Regions from separate parts of the Anas platyrhynchos genome. Here region 2 is linked to region 1. A link is a contact called in public Hi-C data. All regions are on one chromosome and are shown on one strand. Each heading gives the region's core, a stretch centred on a gene start, on an enhancer-like site or on the middle of the called end of the contact. The rest is flanking DNA. Distances are from core to core; before and after follow the strand shown. Region 1 overlaps TAB2 (TGF-beta activated kinase 1 (MAP3K7) binding protein 2). Region 2 overlaps PPIL4 (peptidylprolyl isomerase like 4).

What was found. A called contact is a pair of places that touch in the nucleus more often than the background predicts.
Region 2: a Hi-C map of liver shows a contact between it and region 1, with 2.7 times the contacts expected there. The contact joins two enhancer-like sites. A contact is called at or near these places in 3 of 8 Hi-C or Micro-C datasets (liver, skeletal muscle and subcutaneous adipose tissue).

What each region holds. Positions count from the first base shown.
Region 1 is chr3:53,225,941-53,233,094 of IASCAAS_PekinDuck_T2T, reverse strand. TAB2 (TGF-beta activated kinase 1 (MAP3K7) binding protein 2) reads right to left here. Exons shown (of 8, transcript XM_005008887.6): 6 at 6,516-6,609; 7 at 5,539-5,619; 8 at 2,239-4,276. The coding sequence ends at 4,131. Among named protein-coding and RNA genes, the nearest start is that of ZC3H12D, 30 kb to the left of the region's middle. Within about 2 kb of position 4,279, at least 2 of the 8 cell types and tissues checked have an H3K27ac peak or open chromatin away from gene starts, as enhancers often do.
Region 2 is chr3:53,261,863-53,268,258 of IASCAAS_PekinDuck_T2T, reverse strand. PPIL4 (peptidylprolyl isomerase like 4) reads left to right here. Exons shown (of 13, transcript XM_038175853.2): 13 at 3,729-4,164. The coding sequence ends at 3,953. Among named protein-coding and RNA genes, the nearest start is that of ZC3H12D, 5.7 kb to the right of the region's middle. Within about 2 kb of position 4,093, at least 1 of the 8 cell types and tissues checked has an H3K27ac peak or open chromatin away from gene starts, as enhancers often do.

The DNA.
Region 1 (7,154 bases), core at 3,030-5,529:
TGGAGCCCTCATACATTTCATACTAACTCCTTCTGTTCTCTCATTCTCCAATAATTTTTAAGTAGTTTGCACAAAATATAGACCTCACAAGGGACACTGGACTATGTAAAATCAAAGACTGTCCCTCAAAATTAGCAACAAAGAAACCCTACTCAAGCACAGTCAAGGTTGGATAAAGGAATGCATTGCAATCATTCTACTTTCTAGAATGAATCAGAAATTTAAAACTAATAGTGTATTTTTTGTTCACGTTACAAGGAAATGTATTTTTTGAACAATCAATAAAAGATGCCAAAAATGTCAAAGCATTACCTTGCTATCTGAAAGGAGAACTAAATATTAGTAAGTTACCATGGCTTCACAAGACTCACTAAAGGTTCTGCTGATTAACTGTACTGCAAAATTTCTGCCATGATTTTAGCATATCAGTTATGTACTGAAAAGGGCAGATAATAGATTTTTATATACATAAACACATCTGGTTTTTAAATACGCGTGTTCATCATCTTTAATCAACTCTTCCTTTAATTTGTATCCAGGCTCCAATGTACATACAAAGAGGAATTTGATTCAAGAAATGCAGCACTAATAACGATACTTCCCTTAAAATGGAAAATGTATTCTCCCTGGGCATCTACAATATACATCGAAGGTATGTATTTCAAGATTAAAAATAAATTCTTAAATTCACAAAAATAAAACAAATACAAACAGACAGGCACAAATATTGGTCATGCAGTTTTAAAATCATTAGGTGAGACAGATGATACCCAATCTCACAATTAATCTGAAATATCACCACACTCCTGGGCAACGTAGCTCTATTGACTGGTGACTGCAGAAGAAAAATGCAGTTTCTAACTTGCCTAGAAAGCTGGCAACGTGAACTGAAACCAGTTCCACAGAACTGACATGCAACAGCACCCCAGTTACCATTCTTAGCCTGTTTTGTTGCCTTCATTTTGAAGTTTGACCGCGTGATGAGTATTTCAGTCATAAAAAATAAACAGGAGCATCTCTAAAAGCCAAGAAGTCTACTTCCTTTCTGCTAAAGAATTTCATCTATTTGTTTTCACAATTACAGACATCCCTGCCAAAGACATCACAGAAATGTAAAATCCTAAATCAATATCCAAGATGAACTACTGATGCTTGTGAGATGAAGATTAACCTCACTGCATCCAATCTTTCATATTTATCTTCTAGGAGGAAAAAGGGGAAAATTCAGCAGTGAAGTCTGGTTCTACTTCAGCTTTCAAAGTTTACACCCTTAAAATTCTACCATTTAAAAATGTAATGCTGATATGTCTATATAGTGGTATCAGTTTAAGGCAAGAGCTAATGGCACACATAACATGAAATACAGAAAGCACAAACCCCCGAGGGTGAAGGTAAGAGTCTGTGGAATAGAAGGCACTGGAGATGTCATTTCTCTTGTCCCTCTATCCCAGGATCAAGCACTGAAAATGCTGCTGGATACACTCTTATACTAATGTGCCGATGGCTAGCAGAGCTAGCTGGAGTTCCAATGTAAACAGACTTTTTATTTTCCTCCCAGAAAATAAGCAGTAAGATAAGTGCAGAGAAATAATCAGTTAAGCATTTAGTAGGATGAGCAGAATTCCTTTTCACCTATTTCCCAACATGCTTTTTCCACCCGCAGCGGAGATTAGTTTTGACTTTTGTTCATTCATTTGAATTATTGCTCTCCTCGCTCCAAGCATTATTTTACACACGGTGGATCGAGGCAAGCCAGCTGATCAATTTATGTTAAGGAATGTTTTTGGCACAGCATCACTGTCTCAGGAAAGCCCATGTACCATACACCATGTATCTGTCCAGACAAGGTCCAAGTGGGAAAGACATGTCCAGGAACACTCCACATCCACATCTATTATAATACACTTTGCAACAAAATACAGCTTAAGCATATCAATCCTTAATACACAAAGTATTTCATATATTACCTTGGACAAAGTGGTTGTTCATTCTGATTTAGAAAAATATTTTAAAAGTCATATACCCTTAAGCGCACGGATTATCCCTCCTGCCCCCCATTAAAATGGACAATACATGGGAGTCAAGATACAGGATCTGACAAATCAAAGGCTTACATAAAACCTGTGGTCATAAGAAATCAGCTTGTTTTTAATACTGTTAATACTTATTGCTCTGTTGACTATTCTGTTACTCCACAGCATGGAATAAGTAAACAAATCACAAAAACAAACATTAGAATATAATTTTTTTTTTTTTAATTTTTATAAATAACTTATCTGTTACAAAGACAGTTTACCCAGCTAAATCACAAAACCATCAACTCAAGATATCCAAATTAGGTTTTATTAATAAACAGGTAAAAACTGATTTGTCAATCTTCACATAGAACTGCAGATGAAGCTGAAAAACAAGGCCTCATTTTATGAACAAAATGCATTGAATGCAAGTGCTTTGGGTCTACTGCCTAATTACCTGGGATTGGCATTTTCTTCCCACATAAAAAAATGCAAAGCCTTCAAAACAAAGGCCTTTGTGCATTCACATAGATCACTTGTAAAATTCCTAATGAGTGTCCACTGGCAAATGTTTACAGTGGGTGACAGTCTACTTTGTCTCTTGCTACATTGTTAGCACTCCCTCCAGCCTCTAAGTGCTGCTACATGATCCTGTGTGCTGTCTTTCATACACACTGTACTGCAATTCCATTTCCTTGATCTGTTACATACATTCCTGATCATGTGAATATTTTCCTTAAAAAAATAGATCATCAACATAAAGAGATGCTTGAGGTTGCTTCAGTGTTCAAGTCTGTTTGATTTCTCTTTTCCAGCCTTTATTTCAGTTGTCCTAAATATTGCTATCCTTGTTTTCTATAAATATGAGACTTCACCAAAGTCAGGCTTAGAAACTGGCTGCCAAAACAGGAAAGCATTTAAAGTTCTTGAACAAAGCTGTATGATGCTGCTGCTGTTGATTTTGGCACTGTGTGTACTTCCCCAACGAATCTCTCTTCAGGAGTCTGCAAGATACCCAGCAGATGAAGCAAGCTTAACTCGGATGCTGATCTGTTGGTGGGTTGAAAGTTTCTTAGTTTAAGAAGTTCCCTCATGCCAGACAAAATGCTACCTCGTGTCACCCACCGTAAAACTCAGTGTACAGAGTGAACTATATGCATAACTCTTCCAACTTTTCCTGCATTTTTACCACGCTGCATCTGCAGGTCTTCACAGATCATCAGCATTTACAAGAGCAATGTACAGAACGAGCAGAGGAAAGCTATTTTGTGCATAGTTTCTTATTAATGCTCTTATTTTAAGGCATTGCTTCTCTCAGATAAAAGCTTAAAAAAAGGGACATGATCGTGCTTAATCACTTAAAGGGAAAAAAAGTTAACAAAAAGACTATTACACTATACATACAGAAGTACAAGAAAATAATAAAGGTGAAGAAAAGAAATCACTTAAAGCAGGCTCTAGAGCTATGTACAGTAGGAAAAGCTTTGGGGTATTTCACTGTGTGTATTGTACAGACAACGCATGCAGTTTTTCCTTTTCATCTTTAGACGTGATTGTACTGATTTCTGGCTTCACAGAGATGTTTTCAGGGAAGATAAGGCAAAGAGTACCACTGATTTGTGAAATTCCTCCCTTTCTCAAAGGCACTGTGTGGCAGCAAACAGTTTAAATAGTTAAACCTTGTTCCTTTTAGATCTCCTCTGTGCATGTAGTGTTTCATTGAAAGCTCCGAAAACAAAAAACGCTAGCACTCTGTTCCTTTCCCCTGTCAAAATTCAGTAGTGACATCGGGGCAGAGAAGAGGATGGGCAACACCCAAGCACTGAACACGGCACGTGTTACCGGGATACTGGTAATACTGCACATGGTTTAGGCAGCTGGCAACCGAGTCTTTCAGCAGATTACCTTTCAGCCGATGAGTTTCAACTGCCTGTGACACAACACTGAGGTATTACTAACTCTGTGGGCTGACATTTAACATTAGCAAAACACCATCTCGTCACACCTTCAATTTTACAAAATCCTACACATATATGCTTTTTTTTGCCCCCCCAATGACTGGATAGTTCCTTGTACGTTTGCTGTGGTTCTACAAAAGATATCGGGCCTGTTGGCTCAGAAATGCCTGGGCATTTCACACTGTTCACAACGATTTAAGGCCGGGTGATTTAAAAAAGTACAGGCAGTACAACTCCACTGAGCTCCCTCATCTTCATCCGTGTCTGGAACAATCTTTGGTGTTTTCACAATGGACCTCTGATCTGTGACATGAAAGAGATAAGATAAGCAGTTACTAACCAAGAACAGCATGGAAAGAATTTTTAGAGCATTTTTTTTTTCAGAAACTGAGAACTATCTTGTTCCTCTGAGAACTGCACAGTTATTACTAGTGACAGAGGCAGCTTTTTACCACCCCCTTGACTACAGCTTCATTGTAAGTCAGCCAAATGGCACAACACGAAACTACAAAAAGCAAGTTTCCCATCCCTTCACTCTGCTTTCTTCCTTTCTGGTTTCAGCTCAGAGCTGTTGCAGGAAAATGCAATGAAATTTACAAGTTAATCAGCATAGGAAGCATGCAAAAAATTTCAAAGTGTGAAGACTATGGAGAAATCTAAATTATTTTTTATGCTACAAAATAAGTGCTTTGCAAAAAATTATGAAAATATGAAAAATGTATTTAACATGTTAGCCCTAGAATGGATATTGAGAGTTCTTCCCCAAACCTGATAACCAGATGCACTAAAGAAAAACCAAAGCCCAGCTCTGTCATGCTGTACAGCAATCCTCCCAAGCATAAAAGTGCATCTTTTTCCATAGCATGTTAGGCAACAACCTTAAGCTATTTTAGAAGAGAAAACATTAAAAGTGAAGAGATGAAAAAGACGAAAAGAGAGGAGAGTAATTCCTGAAGTTAAGGGTTCCTTGTTTATGCAATTGCAAAGACTTTTAGCCAATTATTTCAACTGGAGAACACCTCATTAGCAATCACCCAGTTGCAATTTCTTCAAGATGACAGAGCCTCCCTCAAGAAGTACAATGCTATGCAGATCACAATGGCAAAAAGAATTATTTTTCATTCTTCTGTGGAGAGTGATAACTCTGGTCTAAGTCTGCATCATACTTAAAGTGAAACTTAAGATAAAATGAAAATTAAATTTTATGAAGGATGAAGATGCAGTACTGATGACTTTATTAAGAATTTTATTAGGATTTTATTAAGAAAAGAAGGAAAGGACAGAAGGGTCGTTAGAGTCTTATAAACCAGTTAGAGTTAGCTTTGCGTTTTCAAGAGGGCTAGTACCAAATGATTAGACATTTAAATTTGTGAGTCAATGCAAATGCTAACTAGTAACAGAAAGCTAAAGTTAATTTCCTTCTATGATAGGCAGGTGGATTTGTATGCTCTTGCAGAAGTAATCTATTTCACAATCAACATTTAAGTTAGAATCACAGGAAAAAAATTAATATTAGATGCAAACCAGATATTTAGCATTATATCCAAATTTTACCAATACAGTACCTTTGGGTTTTGGTGGCACCGGACCAAGAAATCCAATATTATCATAAAAATTATGAATAGCACTGGGATTAAAATGTGGTCCTACAAATGAAAAAAAGAAAAGAATGTGCAATAGTTTTAAAAATAAAATCAGATAGGAAAGCACATCAACTTGTTTCAGTAATTCCAAGAGACAGTACTATGATTCACTTATCTTTTACATAAAGGTGTCAGTGCAAACCAGAATGAGATATTAGTGGTGTCAAGAATACACAGAGAAACTTAATGCCTAAAATACGCGATATAAAATGAAGTCAGAAACAAAATCCAGGAGTCCTGACTTCTACTGCCCAGCTCTTTGCTGACTGACCAAGCTCCTTAAATATGACTTTCTTCCCCACTCTTAAATATTTAAGAGTATTTTATTAGTTCAGCTGAGACTTTTTTAATTGTAACTGTATGATCTACTATGTAGTATATAATACAGGTTTGGATTCAATACTTAGAGGAACTCCTAACTCCAATTTGCTGTAACACAGATACAGAATCTGAAATTTGAAAGAGAAGAACACAGAGTTACAACAGTACATTGGTTGCCAACTAGAGATGCTGAATACAAGACAGAAACAGAAGATGGGAAAGAAGAACATGTATGTATGGCTACATTATTTAGAAAAACTTCTTCCCCCTCTCTGCTGATATTCAAGTGACCAAAGAGATTTTTTTCCAGCATTTATTATATAAACGGTATTGCAAGTCTCCCTTCTGAGCCAAGTATGAGATACGAATGACCATGGGATTAAGAAGAGTCATAAAGCCAACAAAAACAAAAGGCTTGAAACAGTTACTTTCATGGTTCCATTCAAACAAATGTGATGATTTTGCGAACAGTATGTACACCCATAATTTATAACACCCTCTTTTGATACATGCAGACAGTGAAAGGAGAACATAAAATCAACATCTACAGTTGCTGATGTACTAAGAGCATACTGTACCTCTTGCTTGAAAAAGATCAATCTCTTTGGTTAGGCAATCTATGTCTATCTGCAGCTGTCTGTTACAACTTCTTAACTGTTGCATTTCTTCCAGCTGAAAAAATAAATCTGCCTGTTAGACTAAGTTTTCCCATTTTATCATCAGTTATCATTCACAAATCAGTAGATAGCATTTAGTTATTTTAGAAGTGAAGATAAGAGAACCTCCCCTTGCGATGATCTTTGTTCCAGTCCAATCATAACCCTACAAAAAGCTTTCAGACCCACTGAACACTTATCAGACTTCAGAGCTGACTGTACAACTCCTGATTGTTGTTAGAACAGAGCCCGTGGTCCATCAGATCAATGGCTGATCTGGCACTAACAGCTTTATCAGTTTCTTTGAGATTGGTACATGCATGAAGAACAAAAAAAATACTGTGCAAAAAGCAGTACAACTATTCAGTTGTAGACTGAAATCTTTTGTGACTGCCATTGAAAGCAACATTTCACAAAACAGTTGAACTGAAAAGGCTGATGGCTAAATAATGCACGTTCAGTTTCTAAACTACACTGTTCACCAGCTCAGTTCTAGCTGTACTGCCTATCAGTAGTGTATTGTCAATATATGAGCCACTGTTCCTTTAATTTATTATGACA
Region 2 (6,396 bases), core at 2,844-5,343, 35 kb before region 1:
AGTAAAGTGACATGAGCACAGCCCTGTCCAGATGCATTTTGCAGGCAGCTTAGCTGACAAATCCCACATAAAATATACAAACTGCCTTTTGTTGTTGTTGTTTTCTTAAATTTATAATACGGTCATAATCTGGGCAGCTCATAAAAGAAGCAGGGAGGGAGGCATGTTCCCGAGGTGGAGACTGCTCAGTGCGAGTACTGAGGCCAGCACAAAGCGTAACAGCACGGAAACTTTTCTGTTGAATGGTAGCATTTTTAGAACAGGCAAGCAAAGTGTTTTCCCTTAACCCCATTTTGGAAATAGGTGAAGCCTTTGAGGTAAAAACTTGAAAAGAAAACAACAGTTAACTTTCCACAATCAATTGCCGAAGACCGCAGTGACCGTGTCTCATAGATAAGCTTCCATCCTGAGCCCGTAGGATGTCAGAGGTTTTAATTGAGAGAGAGCAGAGTCTTACAATAGGAAGTTCTAGCAACCGAAACTGCAGTTGGTGCTACCAGCTTCAGCTATGACTGAAGGGAAGGGGGTTTTATTTTCTGAATAGTTTCCATGATGTTGAGTTGTTTTTCTGTTCTCTTGCTGGTTCTTTTTTTTTTTTGCCTTTTTTTTTTTTTAGTGTAGTTTGACTCATCCCTTTTCTTAGTCTGACACCAGTTTCCTGAATCTTCAGTCTTTGTGTTGAAGTTTTAAGAATTTATTTTTGAACCTTGTGCTGTTGACTTGCTTCCAGAGGGCTGAAGAGGTAGGGTGCTGTGGCTTGCTTTCAGTAGGTAACAGGATGTGGGTCTGGAGCAAGAGGCTGCACCACCATGTGGGTTTGTGGATAGGATTTGGCACAGCATTTTGATTGCTTCTGCTTGAGATCTGTATTATGACCTTGTTCCCTTACCAGTTTTCTCTGCGTCTTTTTTGGTTGCTTGGATTGTTTATTTTTTAAAATAACTGGATCTGTGGAGGATGGGTCTAACCAGTGGCTGTTTGTTAGACACAGGGCCTTCCAGACTTTCAGATTTCTGCAGTTCATGATTTTAGCAAAAAGATCATGATCTTTCTATTTTTAATCTTCTGCTCTTGCTACTTACTGGAGGTTGATGAGGTTTGATCAGTCTCCCTGCTGAAATGGCTGCCTCTTCTTGTTTGCTCCTTTTAACCTTTAATTAGCGTGCTTAATGTCTGTAGAGGTGGCCTATCTTCCTTCTGCTTTTGTATCCTGGTATTTCAAGCTGATTTATGTTCAAGTGCTGCTTGGCAAGTTACTACTTTTGGCAGAGTCAGCCATGAACTTGCAGAGCAGTTTCTTCCCTTCTTCTGATAATTCTTTCCTCGTGTGTTCACCAGCACAGTGCTGGATTAAGAAAGGGGTGATCGTCACTCATTTGTTGACTGGTAAGAGGCAGCGATCCCGGATTGAGAAATCTGGACTTCAGCAGTAAGAAAGAGTCTGTTTTTATATAGTAATTTTCTTCTGCTTCCAATGGGAAAAGAGCATTTTTCTGACTTGGACAGAGCATAAAAGATTGGATTTCAAATACCATTAGTATTTTTAGTAACTTAGCATTTTAAAAATGTGACCCTTCCCTGTGCCAAAGACTTCAAAAAGGTAGAATCTTGCATAAGGGGAAATACAACTCCTTTTTTTTTTTTTTTTTTTTTTTGAGAACAAAGATGCAATTTATCTTGTTAATTACTATAAATGACTTCAATGACTGTGTTGTTTGTCTAGACTGCCATCATATTTGCTGCTATGACAACCTTTTTGTGGCACTTACAGCTTCAGACACGTCCTGTACACCTTTACGTTAAACGCTTCTTAAAGATCATTGTGCTTATCTGGCTCCATTCCCCTGTGGCTTTTTTAATCCTTTCAGCAAGTCACTCTTTTCTGTGATGTTCAGTGCAGGCAATTTTTCATTACTTTCAGGTCTTCGCTAGCCTTTTCCCTGCCCTGACTTGCAAGCGAGAATTTTTGCTTCTATCTGGCCAGTAGCCCGTCTCTGATGTTGGCTTTGTAGATGTTCTACTGAGCGTTGTTCTGGGTTTCTCCTGTTCCCCCTCATGCTCTCTGTCAGCAGCAACCCCCCTGAAGGCAGCAGCACACCAAGCCCACCATCTGCTTTACTGGGCAGTGTTTTTGTGTTGTTCCTTTCTATTCCACTGCTGGTGGCCACCTTCTGGCGTGTACTCAGTCCCTGCCACAGAGAGACCTGGAACCTGGCTTCTTTTCCAAACATGGAGACCAAGGCTTTCAGGTTCACTAGTAAGACATTTGGTAAAATAGTTGCTCTTTAAAGTAGGGAAATCTGTCCCTCATTCTGAAGATGAATGGACAAAGCTCTTATAAATAGTTTATAAATATAAAAAGCAACACTCCGTTTTGGTTGATTCAGATTTTAAAATCTGTACTGAAATAGAGTTCAGCAGTAAAGATGTGGAATAATATTTGGCCACCAGTGAGATTGCTGCACTCAGCAATAGCAGAAATTTTAATTTACATAGATAAAGATCAAATCTATGGTTGTTTATGTACATGTTGCTCATTGTAACTGATAGGGTTTTCACTATTAAAAAATAAATAAAATGTGCGTGATCATAAATGTGGTTTGGATTTTAGCCATACACTGGTGAATGTTACTGCCACGAGCATTTAGAAAAGTTTAGAGTTCAGAAAAATGAAAATCGTATCTGAAACTAAGAAATAGTATATAATTTAATGCAGACCTTTTCCATAGTTCATAAAGATCTGTGTTTACCGGTGTTGTTATTAAAACCCCACTAAAAATGGTGTCAACCTGCTAGAGCATACGTTGATACTAAACTTGTGATCGTGCTTTCAATTCAAAAGTGTCCACCACTTCCTCTGTAGGAAGTTGCATTTGCACCTTCCTGCAGGATCTGAGGCCCCCTCCTGTGTTTTGTGTCTCCCTGTATATCTTCATTGAATAGTAAGAACAAAATAGTTCCTAGCTGTGCTTAAAAATGCCAGCAGGAGTTCATATGTTAAAAATCAGGGCTGTTTATTAAAAAAAAAACTTTTAGTGACTTCACAGGAGAAATGGCATCTTTCTAAAGGATCTTGTCTTTCTGAAACTGCTCTGGCCTGGCCGGGTGTTGGTGTTACCACCTGGTCGTTCTAGCATGTACGGTGTCATCACCTACCAGTGTCACATTTCACAGTGAGTAATTCAGCCACCTTTCCTTCATTCACTAACACGCTGTCTCAGTGGTTTCGTGCCATCCACCTATGGCAGCGAGCAAAGGAGGTGTCCTGCTGACAGCCACACTCCTTTGGTACATAACATTTATCTCCCAAGCAAATCCCTCCTGTGCTCTGAACCTGCTAGGCAGGGTCCTCTGTGATGCTATGCAGAAAGCCAGGGAAATTCAATATTTCCTCATTTCTGCCTACCTGGATTTGCAGCAGTTTTTTAGAGAGTGTTTTGTGTCTGTGCTCAGACACCACCGCCACATGCAATACATTCTTGGTCTCCTTTTTTAGGCCATTTAAATAGACTTGTACCCCATAGAGTTTTCTGTAGATGTATCTTGATGCAGTTAGTTTTATTTATGGTGTGTTACCCTTTTCAAATAATCACAGATGTGAATCTGTTTCAGGCAGTGCCAGCCTTAGGCAGCTGAGGAGCCATGCTCTACTCTTCCTAGTTCTCCTCATGCCTTTACAGTTTTCCTCTTCTGTCTGTAACAGCGTATGCATCCGATTCCTTTAACAGGATTCTGATCGGAAGCACGAAGGAGAGCGCTACAGGGAGAAGACAAAGAGTGAGAAGAAAGACAGGCATCGGAGTCGCAGCCGATCCCAGGAAAGAGGCTCCAGTTACAGCAAGCATAAGGACAAATACAGAGAAGATGTCCGAGTAAGAGACTGGGATAAAAAGGCAGACAGAAGCAGAAGTCCAAAGAAATCAAAAGACAAAGAGAGGTCCAAGTACAGATGATGGAGGAGAAAGAGAGAAGGGAACTAAAACTCTGTTTTCTTCCTGCATTTCCACCATTGCTGCCATATGACTGTGCAGGTACTGGTTGAAAGCAGCTACGTTCTGTCAGTGGTTTGGCCTCACGATTCTGTGAATTCCCAGTGTATGACTTGGAGTAAGGCTGGGTTCCCAAAAGCTTGTTTCAATAAAGTATTTCACATCAGTGGAATGATTTGAGTCTCCGATAAGGAATGTTGTCTAAAGCTTGTTGGAAACGTAAGTGTTTGCTATCAAATGAATTGCCCACTGCAAAGAGATTTGCAGCGCTTGCCTCCTGTCTGCAAGGAGGCCGTGTTCCTCTTTCAGCACTTGCAGATCTTACAGGAAGCAGTGTGATAGAAGACCCGTGAGACAGAAATGTTCTGTGCACACTCCCTCCAAAAAAGTGCTCTGATACCATTATTACAATGAATACTCAAAGCTCTGTTTCCTTCCTTTGAAATTAAATTGCAGCTTGCCGTCATCCTGCCAGCTCTTACCTCACTGAATCCCGTGCAACAGTGATTGAAGGCACCCAAGTGCTGCTCTGCTGCTTGCGAGGGAGATGGAAGTGCTGCACTTGCTGCTCAGCTGTCTGCGCAGCTCGCTTGGCTGTGGCGTTGCAGGAGGATGCCTCTCAGAACGAAGATGCACTTGATAGTTGGCACAGCTGCCATCGCTGTTAAACATCTGACCTCTGTAGTGTCGGGTGTGCAGCCGCTGTGATGTCAGGCCAGTTACGCTGGGTGGGTGAGGCAGAAGAAAGCAGGCATCAGCAGGAAGGCAGAATTCGTAACTTGTGGTGCACTTGCCCAAGTGTACATGGGAATAATTTTTGGGTTTGGTGGCAGAAGTCGTCAGTTAACAACTCTTCATCTACAGAGGAATGCAGGTGATGTTATCAGAGTCTGGGGCTTACTGAAGGCAGCAGGCTCTGAAATGTGCAGCTCGCCCTGATAAACAAGATTTGGACATTTAAACAGTGTTACTCAGTTTGCATATGTTTTAAGAACACCTATGTCCTCTTCCTCTCCAGAAGAGGAAAGATCTTGCATTGATAGGAGGGAAAGAAGAAGCTAAGGCAAGGTTTGTCTTTTCTTCTCCTCTGTGGAATGTGTGGTGGCTCGAAGGCGGTCTGGTCTGGTGAATAAACTTAACTTTTGTTGTTGTGGTTTTGCTGTAATGCCTGTTGTAGTGTCTGGTTCTCCTGTAGCAGTATAACAAGTTTTTATAGATTGATACCTCTCAATGGGACTCGATCAGAAGTACCAAACCAAAATAAAATACATGGCAGCCATGGAGTCTCACGATAAATCGCCCTGCCCTGGAGGGCCAGCAGCAGCGCTGCTCTGCCTGGCTGGTGCATTTGAAGGGGCCGCATGTGGAAAGCGAGCTCCTGATTAACGTGCTCCTACAGGAGGGCTGCTGTTACAGGAACAAAGAAGCTGTTTACCCCATGGCAGAAAATTCTGACTTAGCAGGCCAGGCCAGGTGCCTACAATATTCAGACCCAGACTAAACGAGGATGCTGAAGGATGTTGTGTACAGGAGTGTGCTCTGCAGAGCCATCTAACCTCTCTGGTTCATTAAACATCAAGTGTACTTGGCTAACAATACACTCCTGCTACATCTTTCCTTTCCATCTTTCATGTGCTCCAAAGCATGCAACTAGATGTCCAGTTTTCCTTAACCGCTGCTAAGCCACTGGGGGCTTACAGGAACTTGTGCAGTCCTTACAGAGCCTGAGCACATGCCTGGGTTCCTGTCCCACAAGAGAAAGAAACAAGCCCGCACTCGGGAGTATGTCGGGGGGCTGGCGCTGAGGACTGCACACTGTCCGCATTGAGAAGATTTCTTCCTTAAATCCATCAGATTTCCAGAGACCTCTACAAGACCAGGATGTGATGATTTGTAGTAGTGCTGCTGAGGCAGTAGGTTTTCTCTAGCTCTTCCTGCTTTTAGCCTGTTTTGTTACAGAATAAAGTCTGAACTGGTGCATCGTTCCCAGTTCTTTTCAGTGGCACATTTTGAACACCAAAACCCATTGGCAAAGTTTGACAAGGATGTGGAGGTGCTGAGGCAGTGAAGCTCTAGCTGGTTTTAGAACAGGAAGTCATAGAAAGAAGAAAGTTTCCACTCTGAGGAAAAAGCTGGATTCTTGTAAGAATCCTTTTGTGGGAAAGAAGATTAAAAATGACTCAACAGCACGAAGTTTCAGTCGCCTTTCCTGGGCTTCAGCTAGAGCCCAAGCACCTGTGGGAATATGAAACGTCTTGGTGTATACAACAAGCACGCTGTTCCTGGAAAATGTGCTCACTTCTCAGCAGCAGAAATGATGGCTTCTTCTCTCAAAACAGGTAAATTCTGAACAATTAAGTGTTGATATGAATAGCGTATGGAAGTGAACAGTTACTTTTGTGTTGAT